Linked DNA regions of Pan troglodytes: region 2 is linked to region 1. A link is a contact called in public HiChIP or PLAC-seq data. All regions are on one chromosome and are shown on one strand. Each heading gives the region's core, a stretch centred on a gene start, on an enhancer-like site or on the middle of the called end of the contact. The rest is flanking DNA. Distances are from core to core; before and after follow the strand shown. Region 1 holds the start of YAP1 (Yes1 associated transcriptional regulator). Region 2 holds the start of BIRC2 (baculoviral IAP repeat containing 2).

Evidence for each region. HiChIP or PLAC-seq counts read pairs in DNA pulled down with a chosen protein or histone mark.
Region 2: a contact with region 1 is called in an H3K4me3 HiChIP or PLAC-seq map of stem cell-derived excitatory neurons, with 2.1 times the contacts expected there. The contact joins the promoter of BIRC2 here to the promoter of YAP1 in region 1. A contact is called at or near these places in 1 of 7 Hi-C or Micro-C datasets (stem cell-derived neural progenitor cells) and 1 of 1 datasets of contacts at active chromatin or transcription factors (stem cell-derived excitatory neurons).

The regions. Positions count from the first base shown.
Region 1 is chr9:104,162,891-104,165,931 of NHGRI_mPanTro3-v2.0_pri, forward strand. It overlaps YAP1 (Yes1 associated transcriptional regulator), which reads left to right and starts at 1,519. Exons shown (of 7, transcript XM_016921869.3): 1 at 1,519-2,260. The coding sequence starts at 1,940.
Region 2 is chr9:104,400,901-104,404,002 of NHGRI_mPanTro3-v2.0_pri, forward strand. It overlaps BIRC2 (baculoviral IAP repeat containing 2), which reads left to right and starts at 1,397. Exons shown (of 9, transcript XM_001152603.7): 1 at 1,397-1,898.

The sequences.
Region 1 (3,041 bases), core at 269-2,768:
CATGGGTGTCATTTACTCTGATCCTTTTTTTCAGACAGGAAACTGGGGGTTCAGAGTAGTTGATTGGAATCTTCTGTTAGAATTTTGAGTGTCTGAGGCCTGCTCCTTTGGCCGAGCCCTACCACACCAAGTGATACAGATCCTTCAGAATTCTCTTGGGCATGTTCTGGCTGAAGGAAGAAATTACCTTTTTGCTCACGGACTTTTTCCTTGCTTAATCCTACTTATACCTTTGTTTCACTAGCATTGTAGACGAAATCATTAAAACAAGAAAGCCAGATTTCCTTAGAATGGGCTTGTGCATTTAAAATTAGACTGATGTTGCACAATCCTATGAATATATTAAAAAAAACAGTGAATTGCTTAAATATACAAATATGTACAACTATTACAAAAACTGTATGGTATATAAATTATATCTCAACAAGGATGCTTTAAAAAAAAAAAAACCCAGAGTGTATGACTTAAAGAACATTTCTATTGTTTTTGAGTGGCTTCCAGAAGGGCTCCTTGTACATCAGGTGCCTGGGGTGACCTCCTTGCCCATTCATTTCTTATTCAGTCCACATTAACGGAGTCCACCCTTGGGCCAGGCACAGGGATAGCAGGGGTAGGGACCCAGCTCCTTGAGGATGAAAGACAGGTACAGAGGAATGAATGCTTGTACCTGAAGAAGCACTAATTTTTTGGGTTGCGGCTTCCAGTGACTAATGCAAATTCGAGTACTAAAAAAATTGATGTGATTTCACTATTTGGAAAATGCAGTGTTTTTGTTTCTTTTAATAAGTTACACTGAGTCACAGACCTGGTCTCAAAGCTTCAATTACAGTAACCATTTACCCCTTTCAAGTGAGTTTTTGCATACTAACAGATAAGTGAAACAGAATTACAAAATAAAGTTAATGCTGAAAACAATGGACCTTTATTAACATCAATGCCGGCTCACGGTATCTATTTTAACTGCAATCTATCCTCCCGGCTTTAAGCTCGCACAGGCGCTCCGCTCGGTCAAGCCGGGGTAACGCGAGGAGGAGGAGGTGGGTTCGCACATCCTCTCTCCACTTCTTTCGGCCTTGGCCCTTTCGCAGGTCCAGGCGAACTGGAAGCGCCTTTCCCGAGCACGGGCGGGGAAAAGGGGCCGAGCGGAGCGGAAGAACTTCCTGCAGCCAAGGGCGCCCGCGTTCTCCGCAGACACCACAGTTCGGACCCGGATTGGACCCATCGTTTGTGGTTCGCGGGGCAGAATACGGGGCACGCTTCGGGCCCCTGCCCGGCTGAGCGCGGGCGAAAGGCGGACCGGGCCAGGGCGAGCGGGTCACGTGCGGCCGGGAGAGGCGCCGCGGGCCGGGAGTGTGCAGGAATGTAGCAACTTGCAGCGAAAAGTTCCCTGCGCTGCCGGCCGGGCCGCGGTGCGGGCGGGCGCGCAGAGGAAGGAAGAGCCGAGAGGAGGCGGGGCCGCGGCGGCGCGGGCGGGCGCTTCTCCTAACTTTAGTTTTGGCGTTTGAGGCGAGTTTCTGTCTCAGTCGGGCGCAGCCGCCGCCAGGGAAAAGAAAGGGAGGAAGGAAGGAACAAGAAAAGGAAATAAAGAGAAAGGGGAGGCGGGGAAAGGCAACGAGCCGTCCGGCCTCCGTCAAGGGAGTTGGAGGGAAAAAGTTCTCAGGCGCTGCAGGTCCGAGTCCCTCGCAGCCCCTCCCGAGGCGCAGCCGCCAGACCAGTGGAGCCGGGGCGCAGGGCGGGGGCGGAGGCGCCGGGGCGGGGGATGCGGGGCCGCGGCGCAGCCCCCCGGCCCTGAGAGCGAGGACAGCGCCGCTCCCGCCGCCCAGCGCCGCCCGGCCCGCAGCCGTCGCCGCTTCTCCACCTCGGCCCGTGGAGCCGGGGCGTCCGGGCGTAGCCCTCGCTCGCCTGGGTGAGGGGGTGCGCGTCGGGGGAGGCAGAAGCCATGGATCCCGGGCAGCAGCCGCCGCCTCAACCGGCCCCCCAGGGCCAAGGGCAGCCGCCTTCGCAGCCCCCCCAGGGGCAGGGCCCGCCGTCCGGACCCGGGCAACCGGCACCCGCGGCGACCCAGGCGGCGCCGCAGGCACCCCCCGCCGGGCATCAGATCGTGCACGTCCGCGGGGACTCGGAGACCGACCTGGAGGCGCTCTTCAACGCCGTCATGAACCCCAAGACGGCCAACGTGCCCCAGACCGTGCCCATGAGGCTCCGGAAGCTGCCCGACTCCTTCTTCAAGCCGCCGGAGCCCAAATCCCACTCCCGACAGGTAACCTCGTCGCCCCTCTCCCCGTTTCCCCGTCGGGCGGGCCTCAGACCGGGGGGGCGCTCGGGAGCCGCGGCCGCCAGCTCTGGTCAGGGGAGGGGGGTTGCGGGAACTCTAGCTGGGGTGGGGGTCCCGAGGCGAAGTGGAGGAACTGGAGTCGTCCACTCCGCCGCGGTGACCAGCTCCCCACTCCTCCCAGAGTCCGGGGCTGAGATTTGTTTTTCCCTTCTGAGTTTCTCTCTGCGGTTGCAGCCCCGGGGGGCGTGCTTTCCCTCCTTCTTCCTTTCTTTCTTCCCGGGGTTCCCGAGAGGTTGGCGGGAGTGGAGGAGGGGTGGGGAGGAAGGAAGGGGGTGGGGAAAGTCGGGCCTGGGCCGCGGTGGGCTTGCACAATGCGCGCGCCTCCGCGCGCTCCGCACCTTCGCTCCCGCCGGGCCGGGCTGGGAAAGGGGGAGGGGGGCCTCTGGCATTTGTGTGTGGGTGTGTTGCCAGCGGCGGCCGAGTTTGTGAAGTTGAGCCCTGGGCCCCTTTCCTTTGCGGCCTCTCGGTCCACTTCAGTCTCCTGGGGGAGTCAAATAATTGTTCTCTTGTTTTCCAGTGTTGATTAGAGGTGGGGGTAGAACCGGTCCATTTAGTTTTTTGCTCTTTCTTTCCTTCCCCCCTCCCGTTTCCCCTCCCCCTCCCGTAAGCATTTATTTTCCTCGCTGCTCAGGCGATTTCGGAATACAGGTTTCGGGCTTCCCCTGCCCAGACTTTCCTGGAAGTTGTTTATGGAGTTCTTTCACCC
Region 2 (3,102 bases), core at 147-2,646, 240 kb after region 1:
CAACTGCAGCAGACATACATAGCTTATTTTTTTAATATTAACAGCAACTTTATACTAGCAAAATGAAAAAAAATTAACTGAATAAACAGGTAACTGAATTAACTAGCTGTAACACTAGACTACAAAGTTATACAAGATTAAAAGTTATGAGGTACTATTTATTATATGTAAATATTACAAATATTTTTTGTTAAAAATATCTAAGGCTTTTGAGTTTTTGAAATGCAAGCTTTCCCCTATACTTAAGTATATTCATTATCTTACTGTTTTGGTCAGGACAAGAACTGAAAAAGAGAAATAATCTTGAGTTCAGAATGAACAATTCTTGCTATATATATTTTCCCACATGTGTTGGGAATGTTCTGTAACCTTCCGAGAAATAGTGACTTGAACTAAATACTAAACTACTACCAAGCCCCAGGTGCATTTTTGGAAGTTTTTAGTCATTGGGAGCCATGGCATTTCTTTTCTCTGTATTACAAACTGTTACACTCACTTTCTTTGACTATTAACATTGGAACAGTAGACCTCCTGTTCTGTGACTGACTGGCAGGCAGAAATGACACAGACAGGAAATGGGAAATGGTTCAGGGTCTTGGAATTCCCCCGGCTCCCTAATTAAGTGGCTTGCTATTTGGAAGTTTTTAAAATATTTGCCCCTTGGAGTTCCCCAGAGAGAAGCAAGCATCGGATTCAATGGGCAAAGAGCGTCAACTTCAAAAGTCGTTCGTTGGCTGTCATACCACAAACATTTACTGCACGATACTGTGTCTATGGCACTATTGGGGGAGTATGGCGGGGGGATACAAAAGGTCCATGACTAGCAAAAGCCAAGGGTTTTTATTTACAAATTTTCTATTACCTAAGCATTAAAAAAAATTGGGCTCCTCTGTGGTTTATGTAGAATTATATGTGCATGTACACCAATACACAGGCAGACGTATATATTTCATTTTATTGAAACATTCAGAAAATACTGGGAGTGAAGCCTGACTTGCAATACAGTTCTCTTTGCTGGCAATGAGCATCTGAAATAATGACACTTTTTTCTTTAGTGCATATGAACTGTTTGTCTCCAGAACAGAAAACCAAAAGTTTAAAAACAAGATACTCCCGTTGACATCAAGTATTCAGAATTATTCATCTGATGCTTCCTAGTTTCCAACGTTTCGCTTTTTTCGATTTGCACAGGCAGCAGTTGAACGCTGATGCTACACAAACGGTTACAATTGTTTACTTAAGCAAAAAATGCCACCAGACTGACTCCATCCTCAAAATGCAGTCATCTCGACGCAGGGAGGCATCACACTTGGGGAGCCTTGCCAGGGGCCAGATCATAACCCTGAGGTGACACAGGGTAGGACGCGCAAAACCACCGGCGCCAGGGCGTTTCCGCAGGGTTTCCCAAAAGTCAAACGCAGCGGCTCACGGTTTGCCACGTCCCCCAGGAGAATGGTAGGCACAGAGAGGAAATGTGGAGGGGGCACAAACCGCAAGGTGAAGAAAACGAACAAACACCGAGTTGATACGGATAGTCCCCGTTCCCCTGAGGGCCGACCCCGTGACTCCCGATGAGCGTCCAGTTGCGCCGGGCGTCCCTGGGCCTCCCAGCGTCTTTCCCGGAGGTTCATCGCCCCACGGCGGAAAGCGCTCTCGGTTCCGCTTTCCGGCCCCAGCCTCCCGGGCGCCCTCGCGCGGCGGCTAACGCTGGTCCTCGGCCGGGCGCGCTGACGTCATCGTGCGTCGGAGTGAGCCCGGATGGGGCGGCGGGCTTCGGGAGCGCCCGGGCTGATCCGAGCCGAGCGGGCCGTATCTCCTTGTCGGCTCCGCTGATTCCCGGCTCTGAGGAGGCCTCTAGGCAGCCGCGCAGCTTCCGTGTTTGCTGCGCCCGCACTGCGGTGAGTGCTGCTCCTTCCGGGCTCGGGCGGCGCGGGTCGGGTGGGGACGCGAGGGCCCGCGGGGGCCCACTTCCCTGATGTGGCGGCCGAACGAGGAAGGACGGGGCCTGAGGCCCTTCGGCCAAGGGTCGAGGGTCGCCGGGGGCTCTCTGCTTTCTACTCTCGCCAAGGTTTTATTGGATTCGGAAGCCCCAACTTCGAGACTTGCAGTCAAAGCGATTTTTAAAATGACTTGTTTTCAAGCCTCCTCTGGCCGCCGCCCACTCTTCTGGCCCTTGGACTTTGACCAAGATGTTCTCTCGCAGTTTTTGCAAGGTTTTAAACTTAGCCCTCGGCGTTCTTTTAATGTAATACATTGAAACGAAGATATTTCGGTGGCGGCGATATTTCATATTTCATAGTTGCCACTGCGCTCTGTCATTCCAGTAGTCGTCTGTTGTGTATTGTGAGAAGCAACTCTGGGAAATTATTGGGTAAATCCCATAGTTTCTATTCTTTTCCCTTCCATCCTATCCCCTGCCCAGCTGCAATTTGCGTAAAGAGAAAGCAGCAGTGCGGTGCACGTAGATAAAAATCTTTCATTTAAAGATAGGATATAAGACTGGGTGTAATTAAAGCAATCATGCCAGTGGTCGTAGTGCCGGAGCCACTGTTTCACAGGCCACTGTGTTAGGTTTTGTTTTCGAGTTGCTTTCTGTGGTCGTTGCTTTGAAATTGTAAGGGAATGGCAGAGTTTAAGAGTTTATATTAATGAACTCGTGGTGCATTTTACTGCAGTTTTCCTAGTCGTGGAGAGACTTGATATTACAAACTAACGTTGCTGTCTTAATTCCTGCTGTACTGCTGCTGACAGGGTGTAGTGGAGTGTATGTCTCTGTCTTTTTAACCAATGTGCCTTTGCCTCCAGCAGAGTGCCAGAGTTACCTTTAGGCCAGAAAAGGGGAGGAGAGCAAGGACAAAATGTTTCCTGTGTGAAAATTTCCATCTGTCTCTAAAGTTATGCGTTTTAAAGACACGTATAGTTAGTGCTATGGGGAGTATGTTGCATTTACTTATTTTAATTAATAGCTTTTTCATTTAGAAAGTTGTGACAAATTGCTGGAATTAAGATGTATTATCTAAAGTGTGAATTAGTCTTAGACTTTACTGAATAAATTGAGGAGTATGTAAGTTCTATTTGGCATGCAAATACAGTTTTCTAAAA